Linked DNA regions of Rattus norvegicus: region 2 is linked to region 1. The links are chromatin contacts, called in public Hi-C maps. All regions are on one chromosome and are shown on one strand. The core of a region is the stretch at or near the end of the contact, and the rest is flanking DNA. Distances in the headings are between cores, read along the strand shown.

Region 1 (5,524 bases), core at 785-3,284:
TATGTGTATGTATATATAGTGTGTATGTATACATATATGTATATGTATGTGTGTATGCATATGTGTATATGTATGTGTGTATATGTATATGTGTATATGTATATGTGTATATGTGTGTATGTGTGTGTATGTATATTTCTTCAACAGCAGTACTTACTTTTATAATCGAAATAATTCTGGAATATCAGCCCCTTATGTTTCTCTTAGGACACAGGGAAAGTATTATACATGATCAATACTTAAGGTAGCTATGCCTGACTCAAGATGCCTGTCCCTCCCCAGACCCACACACTCGCTCCAAGTCAGATCCACCAGACCTCAGTGTGAGTAAACCTTAGGATACCTGCATAGCTTCAAACTCTGTCTAAAATCCTCATCTCCCTTCAACATCAGCCTTCTCTGGGTCAGCAGCTATGAGCGTCAACCACCGTGACAGACAGCTGAGAGAAAGCCTTTCCGAGTGGGATGGATTCATTGGGCTTGTGGTTCAGCGAGTCCAGCCCATAGGCTTTTGGTTTCTAGGACTATGGTGAGTCAGACCCTCATGGCTAAAGGGTGCTGCTGAGGAACAGTGTGTACCTTGAAGTGGACAGGAGGCAGGAAGAGAGAAACACATGGGATCAGGTAAATGGCATTGTCTTTCCAGGGTGTGAGCCCATGACCTTTTCCTCCAGCTAGCCTCCACCTCCCAATAACGTCATTAGATTATGAATCCCACAAGAGGATTGACCGATCCACTGATTAGCTCAGAGTCCTGAAGAGCCAATCACTTTTGTTTGACATGGGGTCTCAGCTCATAGCTGAGGAGATGACTCACATTTGTTTAACATGTGGGAGGCGCTAGGTTTGATCCCCTGTCATCAGGAAAGAAAAAAGGAGGGGGAAAGTATATACATACATATGTATACAGAGTATCTTTCCAAATCTTTGGTGGTATCTGAAGACAGACGTCTTTAAGAAAGCAAGTGACCCTTTGTGGAGCTCAGTTCCCCGCTTAGCTATGGTGCTTAACCTCTCTTCTTTTCCATGACACTCGGCCAGTCTCTTTCCTCAAGCCCTTATCTCACTGGGACCTAGGCTGGGATCTCCTATCTCACTTCCCCTCCCCCTGGCCACCTTTCTTAGCTCTACTGGGTCTTTTGAAGGTGCTGCCTCTGGTCACGTCTCCTTTAGAGGCTCATTCTGTATCAGCTGCCAATTACAGGTTAAAATCCCAACCTTGAATAGCAACCCCCTGCCTCACCCCCACTGCCTTTCCTCCCGTTATTCCCTAGAGAACGCAGATGAGGAGCTTAGATGAGCCAGGCTTCGCCCATGCATGCACGCACTCTGCTTCTCACTCTCAAGGACCTTCCTCTATCCCATATCCTCCTGATAGCGGTTTGAGTTCATTCATCCATGATGCTGTGCAGTCTGAAGACCTACTGTGCACCCAGGAGTAGCCCCAATTCCCCTTGGATCTCTTACAATTCTTTTAATGTGCAGTTTTAGCCATGTTGGAGAGACCTACAGACGCCCAAGAAGGTCATGTTCTACGCCATTGCATCTGTGTGTGGTCCAATCAGGTGGCTTGTTAGAGATGTAAATATTCAGCTTTCATATCCGAGGCCTGTGTGAATCCTGAAGGTGGGAGAGGTCGCCCGGAGGCTCTGCCTCCTCTCCAGTATAGTTTGGGCTCTCTCTTCCTATCCTGGGTCCTCTCTAGTAGCTGCTCCTCACAGCTGCATTTTCCTGTTAATATTTTACTATTAATATCACCCAAGCTCGGATTCTAGGAGCCGTATGATCTGGAAGGACTAACCCAGAAAAGCAGTAGGCTTTACCCGCTCTAATGTATGCCTCTATTCTCTGCCGCACAGACCTGGGAGTGCTCCCTCCGTCCCAGACCCCAATAGCTCCATTCTACATTTTTTAGGCAAGGTCCCTGCTCCTCTGCCAAGTACAGTTGTGTATTGCATTCACGAATCCTGTGCAGTAAAGGCTGCCCGCTTGTCAGGAAGTTCTGTTATCAGATAAGCTTTGCACACAAGTGCCCTGGCCAGCCCAGGGCAAAGGTCAGTGCTCTGCAGTGGGCCAAAGCCACACTTGACTAAGAGGCCTCTCTGCACTCCCACTGAGGGAACTTTAGACCTCAAATCAGGTAGGACCAGGAGCCCCAGCTCTTCAAGAATAAGGTAACACACAGCCCACTTTGTGTGCGTGTGTGTAACTTTTATTTGGATATAAGTTTAAAGTTATGGAAGTTGCAGGTATGGCACATGGAATTCCCATCTGCTCTCCCTAGATTCACACTTTGACTACATCTGCTTCTATTATGTCGGGGTGGGGAGGTACCATTTAAAAACAGGTTAAGGACATTGTGCCCACTTCCCCCTAAATGTTTTCAAGAGAAACATGTCAAAACACAGCAGTTATCAGCCTTGGGAAGCATAATATTGACAAGATCTATCTAAAACACAGTTCAAGTTAAGATGCTATCAGCCACCCTAATAACATTTCTTTTTTATGTCTATGGCTTTTTCCCACCCAAGGACCCATTCAAATCATTCATTCATTCATTCATTCATTCATTCATTCATTCATTCGATCTAGTAGCTCCATGTCTTTAATCTCCACAAACATGGAACGGCTAATCTTTAATTCTTTGGCCCGTGTTGTTTTTGAAGGCTATCAGATGGTCGCTTAGTAGACTGACCTTTTTCTGCCTGGTATTTCAGGATTCAGTTTAGGTAAGCGTTCTCTGAGAGGAAACATCACCAAGGTAGCGGTTTTATCCAGTGAGAAAGCTCCTGCCTGCCCTCTCTACCCAATGCTCACAGAGTTAGTGTTGCTCTCTAAAGACTGCGAACAACCACTTTGTGGAGGGTGCCCTCTGCTGGCCATTTCCAGCACTGCAACTGTAAACTTCTAACGAGAGGTCAACAACTCTGAAGGGACATTTAATTGGTCTCGTGACCCTAGGAATTATTCCTCCTTATTAACTTTGATTCCGTCACTGATAGAATGGGGATGTCTGTGTTTTCTCTGCTTCCCTTACAAATTTCAAGGTGGTTGAGTGTGAAAAAGATTTACAAAGATGGTCGGGTATCTTATATTCATGCTTACGTTCATGCTAGCCCCTCTGACTTTTCTATAGGCCCAGAATAGTGGTCTCTAGAGTGCCAATCCTGCTCTTCGTGATTCCCACTCGCTACCTGAAAACCCTCCAATGAGTTTGGGCTCTCTGGACACCATGATAAGCGCCTTCTCCCTGCTGAAGAATCCACGAACACAGGTCAAGGGCATAGTGAACTGGCTCTCAGTGTGTCTGACCTAGTGGGAACATTGCTGGTCTGTGTACCAGCCATCGTACCCTGTGCTCACCAGGGTCACAGCCACCTGCTCTTCCCAGGCGGTAAGAGCAAAGGCACGGACCCTCTGACACCCACCAAACGGATCCTGTTAACAGGAATTGGCTCCAGCGTTTTCAATGACACTAAAGCCGGGGAATCTGTTTTCAAGATAAGTAAAAATTCTCTTTATCCCGACTTCGTATTTTTGCCCATATTTTCTTCGCCCCCGTCTCAGAAGCTTAGGTCTCTGTCCACACAGTTTCTCCCTGGTACCCTTCTTCCCCACTTTAATAAAAATTTACCGAGCACCAACTTTGCTCCAGGCACTGCGTTGGGTTACATGGGGAAGAACTGCAGGGACAATTTGCCTCCATAAAGTGACTAGAGTTATGGGTTGGCAGAAACGAGCAGAGCACAGAGCAGCAATTTAATTACGCACGAATGTGCTCCCCCCGCCTCCTGAGCGGGTCGTTTTGTTTGTTTGTTTGTTTGTTTGTTGGTCTTGCTGTGCTTCTGAGGCATCCGTACCACCACCCAGGAGGCCCAGAGCCTCCTCCTCCTCGCTCTATGTTTTTTTTTTTCTTTTTTGGTTCCCTCCCCCCCCCCCCCCCCCCCGGAGCTGCGGACCGAACCCAGGGCCTTGCGCTTCCTAGGCAAGCGCTCTACCACTGAGCTAAATCCCCAACCCCTCGCTCTATGTTTGTTTTCTCACTCTCTCAGGACACAAGAGAGAGTTACTTCTTAGGCTCCAGGGAGCTCAGAGGAGAAGAAATTGGTAGATTTAAGAAAGAGTGAATCTATTTCTCAACACGGAAATAGCTTTCTATGGGGGGGGGGGTGTCTGGTTTTCACCTCAATTTTCCCTTCAGATCAGAGTCTGGAGTAGTGAACTCGGCCTATTCTCCCCCATGAGCCCTTCCTGTTTTAGAGACCTTGGTATTCTCGAGACGTGGTGGAAGCACGTGGAATTAGTGGCGTGATAGGGTCACAGGGTAGTCTGACACACCGTGGGCAGTCAGTCTAGGTGTGTGGAATGGTTGCAAGCCTCGCCTTGTAATTTTAGAGCCACAGGAGGATGTGAGAGGAGCAGCCTGGCTGGGCGGGGAGGTGGTCTGGACAGCAGACTGGCTACGGCCTAAGCAGTGACCAGATGGAGGCCACTCCTCATCCACCTGTGGGATTCCAAGGTCAGGTTCACAAAAAAAATAATTAATCAATCTTTACAAATCACTATTTTTCACTGGACTGGGGGCTGTGCCTAAGGCTGTAGCTGAACTGTAGAATCCGTACCCGAACAGGGCTGCCTTGTCTGGCCTCAGTGGAAGAGGACACACCTAACCCTGCAGAGACTTGATACGCCAGGGTGGGGGGATACCTGGGAGGGCCCCACACTCTCAGAGAAGAAAGGGGGTGGGGAGACTCTGTGAGGGGAGACCGAGAGGGGGCAGTGTTTGGTATGTGAATAAATTAATATATTAATATATTTTTTTAAAAATCATAAAAGAAGTATATTTATGAAAAATAAAATTTTAATAAAACAAAATTGGGGGGAATTGCTGTTTCTCAAAAACGAAGTGGATGCAGAACAGTGCAGGTCATCCTTTCAAGGAGGCGACGAAAGGCCATTTTGGTTTGTTGGTTGGTTGTTTGTTGTTGGGGGTTGAACACAGTGTCTCATACACACTAAGCAAGCAGTCTACCGTGAGTGATTCCTCTCGGCCTGCGCAGCGACTTGGGGACATAGAGGAGAACACTCCATGAGAGTAAAGACTATGTTGTCTTAGTCACTCCTGTGAGCCGCTAGGCTATCCAGCAGACACATGTATTAGTCACAATGGACGCACGCCATGATCGAGTTTCTTTTATTCATGGTGGCATAACCTCCCTGAGAAGCTAAGAGAATACTTTCGTGTGTTCTGCCAAATAGTTTCCCCCAGGAAATGGTTTAAAATCATGTTGTGATTTCTAGCTTTACTTTCACTAGCGAGTAATTCATAAAGTCAGTCGGAAATTAAAACTGGCTCGGCGAGCAATCGCTGGTCACACTGAAAGCCATTCAGCTATGGCCCAACGAGTTCAAGGCAATCATCCGGGTACCAAGATCCCGAGGAACCCAACAAAAACAAAGACAGAACCAAGCGCCCCAGCTATCTAAACTGTGATTATAGAAACAGGTACCAACTGGTATGTTA
Region 2 (5,524 bases), core at 1,344-3,843, 160 kb before region 1:
CTGAGAACGTTATAAGTATTAACTCATTTAACCCCAGATTCCCCCACTTACTGGCAAGGAGACCTGGCTCCTAGGAATTTCAGTCAATGCCTAAGAAGTGGCTAGTATGAACCAGTTTGGCATGTGTATGTTTGCTTACCAGCATGCCTGTGACCAATAAGTGCATACTCTGTGGCTTTAAAATAAAGCCAGGTATGGTGGTGCCTTCTTATAATACCAACACTCGGGAGCTGAAGGGGGAAGATCTCGGCAAGTTCAAAGCTAGCCTCAGCTACGTATTGAGTTCAAAGCTAGCCTTGGGTACACAGCAAAACCTTGCCTTTTTTTTTTTTTTAATAGCATTCTTTCATAGTTTCTAGAGATCCTCAAGGCCACGGTGTGCCTGAAGCTCCCAGGGAGCATTAAGAGCAGGTGCTTGAGTGAAGAACAGAACAGGCTCTTCATTGAAGTCAGCCTCTCCACATTCTTTGTATGCCCAGGGAAGTGCTCACGGAGTGTAAGGTCCTGCATTTGGGGTGGTCACAGGCGGGGGCAGCAAATCCCAACTACAGTGATGGAGCCTCGCCCTGGGAAAACCATCCTCTTGGTCACCAACTACCCCTACTGGGTAAGTACTGTGCCATAGTTTTGAGGCAGGGTCTCTCACTGTACCCAGAGCTCACTGACTAGGTAGCACTGGTGGCCAGTGACCCCTAGGGGTCAGCCTGTCTCTGCCTCCTCAATGCTGAGATTTCAGGCACCTGCTGATGTACCCATTTTAAATGGCTGCTAGGGGTCTTCATGCTGGTGTAGCAAGCACTCTCTTGACTGAGCCATCTCTCTCGCCTGTACAGCTCATCTCAATTTGGCCAACTGACCTGCAAAAGGAGACAATCACCAACTAAGGTTTCACTCGCAAATACCGAGGTTAGAATTTCAACCTATTTTGGAAGATCTTCTCCTGACTTGATTATATCTGTAAAACCTTATGTATAACTAAGGTCACATGCCCAGGTACTAGAAGTTACATTTTCAATTTATTTCTATCAGTGAGCACAGTTTAACCCAAATTGAAATCATAGTACTGGCTTCAAGCCATTCAGCTCTTCTATCTCAAAAACCTTGTAGGGCAAAGGGAAGGTGCAGTCCTGGGGACAGAAGGAAGGACAAAGTGGTGGAGTTTAAAGACTACAAAAGATGGTAAGAAGGACATGAGGCTAGAAAGCAGACAGGTTCCATGGGATTTTAGGCCCAACCATGGGGCCGATTCTAAAACAAGCCACAGTTCTTATTCTTGCTTGCCTGTCAGTTTTCTGGTGACTTCTCCACCTCTTACGGTGTCTAGGTCCGTGGGTCACAACACCTATGACCTTTTCACAGGGTCGCATGTCAGATCTCCTGCCTAGATCCGGTATTTACGTTACAATCCATAACAGTAGCAAAGTTACAGCTATGAAGTAGCAATCGAAATAATTTTATGGCTGGATGTCAGCATGTGAGAAACTGAATTAAAGAGTCCCAGCATGAGGAAGGTTGGGAACCGCTGATCTGGGTAGTTTCAGAAAAGTCACTGTGGGCCAGGGAACACTGTACCTCAGCTTTAAGGCTGAAGCTTGCAACTATAAACTCCCAAGGAATTCATATTCACTTTATTCTAGTCACTGGTCAGACCAGACCTCGGGCTGCCCTGGCAGAGGAGTGTCTGACCTGTGGAATCATCTAGATAAGATTCGGTCAGGCCTCAAAGCCTGGATGTCCCCGTACATCTCTTTATCCAGCAGAGCCAACCGGATCAGCGAAGCTATGCTGCTCGAAGTCAGTGTGTCTGCCCTACAAGGTGCAGCCGAGTCCCTCACGTGTGGCAACGTATTGCATCCATGAGACCGCAGGCCTTGCACAGGCGCTCACAGCTGGGCCATGAGGCGAGATAAAGGTGAACCAGTGGCATGAAGTTGCACAATGGCAACGTCAGCATGAGCTGACAGAATTTTCTGTTGGAAGCCTGTAACACCTCATCAGAGAGGCAGGAGGGAGGCAGGGAGGGAGGGAGGGAGGAATACATAGTCTAAGGCAGGGCTCAGCAAGCCTTCCCTCCATAGTACAGGTCTGGCTGGGTCCTAATAAAACGTTAATACACCGAAATGTGAATTTTGTATAATGTTGCCACTTTTTTTTTTAATTAAGGAGAAAACACTCTTGAAACTATAAAGCCATTTTTAGTCAAAGAAAAATGGGGGGGGGGGGTAGGGTGAGGGGAGGTGAGGAGGGTGAGCCAGACTTGGCCTTGAGTGGGAGTTTCCTCACTCTTGTCTAAACATACCCTCAAATGTGCCTTGGTTGATTTATAATGGTGGTAACAAGGTTTCTACGTGGGACTCCCCTTCCTTCTCAACTGACCAGCTTCTGGCAAGATCCCAGGCCCTCATGTGAACTTGAGCTGCCCCCAGCTTCCTCTCCCTCGCCTGCTCCATTCAAGTCCTGCCAGGATCTGCTGGCTTACTTCAATAAAATGGTTTGTAATTCTCCCTCCAAACAGTCTCTGACAACACCTGGCCTCCCCGTGACCACTGCTACTCTCTGAGGTAAACACTCCATGACGGTTTCCCCTCACCTGACCCCTCCTGACTAACACTGGGGAAACATCTGCTGCTTGAGTGAGCTTCTTGGAGCCTCTAAGAACACCGTCTCCATCTGCTGGGAGGTCTGCCCTCACCGAAGCACCACATCTCAAACTGGAAACTTGCCCTACTGAGGTGGCAGTCCCCAAAGGCCAAGAGAGGAGATTTTCGCTTCCATTTCAAGGCCAGGCTAATTTGCATTCAGTACTCGTCACCCTTTTTAGCACAATTCTGTGAGCTTTGACAAATGACCAGTTGGGTAATTATTTCTACCATCAAAGACATTCCTTCCCCCTGTCATGCTCTCAAAGTTCCCTTCTAAAGGCGCCCTTGCTTACCCCTTTCAACCGAGGACTCATTTCTGTCACCATAGATGTGATCATAGCTGGTAGACTTTGAAAGATTGTTTTTAAGTTGTTTGTTTTTAATTATGCGCATGCATGTGTCTGTGTAGGGGTCTGTGCATGGGAGTGCAGGGGCCTGTGGAAGGCCAAACGTGTCAGATCCCGGGAAGCTGGAGTTACAGGGGGATTGTGAACCACCCAACACGGGTGGGACTATAGGGCCCCTGTAAGAGCTATACATGGCCTTAACTGTGGAGTCATCTCTCCAGCCCTGCTTGTAGCCGTTTGAGACTATCTTGTCACGAAGCACACTGTGCTTTCAATGCACTAACGGCTTTGTGTGCCTGCTCCGTTCTGAAGAGTACTCTGAAGAGTACGCCACCGTGTGGGTCTCCATGGTTTGTGCATGGCTGAAGCAGATATTTGGACTGTTCCCAATTCATCAATGGTGTTAAAGAATGTCCTGTATAAGCACATACGCAGACACTTTCATATAAGCATATGTTTTGTGGTAAGTCTTTGCTTCTCTAAAAACGTGTCCATGTTTCTGTAAGCTCGGAGGATAAGATTCTGCTGTGTTGAGGGGCTGTTTTCTTCCCTGTTTGTCTGTCTTCCTACCCGGGCGGCTGCAATGTTCTAAACCGTAAGTAACACTAAACTTCCTAAGAATAGCGACAGGGCACATTGTGGGCAGAGTGGGCGAAGTTGAACGTGGGCCCAGAGTTGGCCTGCGCGGTTTTGCATTCGCCGCTGTCCCCCCTCCCCCACCCCACCCCCAGTCTGATCTGGTCCCACAGGGGACAGCGAGGGCTCTGCGGATGTGCACACTCAGGCAAAAACCTGCAGCGCCAGCCAATTGGGCCATTATCTGGTTCGTATAACTTGTTAAAATCTCACGGAATGCACAGCGTGCCATTGTTTCTGTGAGTCCCTTTCATGACTTTGTGAGCTGGCTAATTCAGAGCAGACTCGCCTGTTTTCCTGCTGGAAGAAAGGACTTCCCTCAAAGACAGCTATTTAGCCGTGACCATGGCTGCAGCCATGTTGAGCACAAAAGGGAGCTGAGGCCCTGCTGCCCCCTCTTCTGCCAAAGCCTCCCACAGCCGGGTGCTTATTTTCGGTGCTGGAATTTGCATTATTATTTCTCTTTTCATCTGCTGGGTGACCTGAGGTATCCCTAGCCTACTAGGGGAAATGGCCTCACTGAGATCTGAGCCTTTCGCAGACTAATGTCTGTACACTTAGAAGACCCTGTGGGAATAAGCATTAACCCCACAAAGGATGGCTTTCCAAGCCTCTCGGAGCTCCTCTGGGCTCCCCTAGGCTCCAGAGGAAGGCATGGAAGGTCCCCGTTCAGCACGACAGCTCCAGTGTTGTGACATTTCTTCTAACCTGCAAGGCAGGCTTGGAGATTGCAAGTTTTATTAAGGCTCACAAGTGGGCAACAAGACTCGGCCAAGGCTGACAAAGAACTCAGCCATAAACAAAGGCTGCATCCAGTCCTGACCCTTCCTTATGTGGTCCCCCGGGGCACAGGCCTTTGTCTCCAGGCCACATTGAGCTGCTCACAGCCTGGGGGGGGGGGTGCCTCTTCATTGCTAACTTGAAAATGCCAGCAGCCCATATATTCGACTGCACCAGGCTTCCTAATTTACCTGTCTTAAAAGTAATCTATTTCAAGATGGAAAACTTATAATAAACATTTTTTTCCCCTAGAAGAAAATCACCTAGCTTTGCCGTGGCCGATCACATCCCTCCTCAACTTTAAAGCATGCCCAGGAAATGGATTTCACTAATGTAGCAGTGGGCCATCTGACTGAAGAAGCTAAGGCTCAGGGGACATCTTGGAGGAGGGGATGGAATGGTTGCTAAGAACCAGAGGACCAGGAAGTCGGCTGTGAGATCCTGTCTCTCAGAAATGACAGGAACACGCACCCAAGATAATTCCGCAATATGGCTGCCTGAATAGGGGCTGAACAATTGTGATATCAATAGTGCACTAATGGGGGAGGGGGAATCTCAGGAGACCCATGTCTAGACATAGAACTACAGGCAGCTAATGACTACTAAGAGAGGGAGAATTAGCCTCTCCCAGGGATGAGTCCTGTAATTGGTTATCTACTACAACGTGGTCAGCCCTAAAACCATGTACACACAAACCGTGCTGAACAAACCCAGCAGGCTGTAATTTATATATTTGTGTGCGTGTGCGTGTGCGTGCGTGTGCGTGCGTGTGTGTGTGTGTGTGCGTGCGTGCGTGCGTGCGTGCGTGCGTGTGTGTGTGTGTGTGCATTTTGCAATAATGATTAAAAGGAGGCCATCAGTTTGGCAGGGAGTTGGGGCAGAGATGGGAGGGGTTGGAAAGAGGAGAAGAAAGGAAGTAATGCAATTATATATTATTTAAAAATTTAATTATAAAAGGAAGGTGTACAAAGAGAGGAAGGAAGGAAGGAAGGAAGGAAGGAAGGAAGGAAGGAAGGAAGGAAGGAAGGAAGACGGAATAATATAAGCCTGTGGAATTTAGTGCATGGAGATGGGATAACTATCGACACCCAAGAGTGGGTGTAAGAGTAAGTTTATAAA

Evidence for each region. A called contact is a pair of places that touch in the nucleus more often than the background predicts.
Region 2: a contact with region 1 is called in a Hi-C map of liver, with 7 times the contacts expected there. The contact joins two enhancer-like sites. A contact is called at or near these places in 12 of 12 Hi-C or Micro-C datasets (the A7r5 cell line, the Rat2 cell line, Schwann cells and 7 more) and 1 of 1 datasets of contacts at active chromatin or transcription factors (oligodendrocytes).

The regions. Positions count from the first base shown.
Region 1 is chr2:213,094,566-213,100,089 of GRCr8, reverse strand. No RefSeq gene overlaps it. Among named protein-coding and RNA genes, the nearest start is that of Mir760, 20 kb to the right of the region's middle. Within about 2 kb of position 2,034, at least 7 of the 93 cell types and tissues checked have an H3K27ac peak or open chromatin away from gene starts, as enhancers often do. A contact at or near this core is called in hepatocytes and liver, where this site is marked.
Region 2 is chr2:213,251,085-213,256,608 of GRCr8, reverse strand. The region is part of intron 3 of Bcar3 (BCAR3 adaptor protein, NSP family member); the gene reads right to left. Among named protein-coding and RNA genes, the nearest start is that of Bcar3, 44 kb to the right of the region's middle. Within about 2 kb of position 2,593, at least 44 of the 93 cell types and tissues checked have an H3K27ac peak or open chromatin away from gene starts, as enhancers often do. A contact at or near this core is called in hepatocytes and liver, where this site is marked.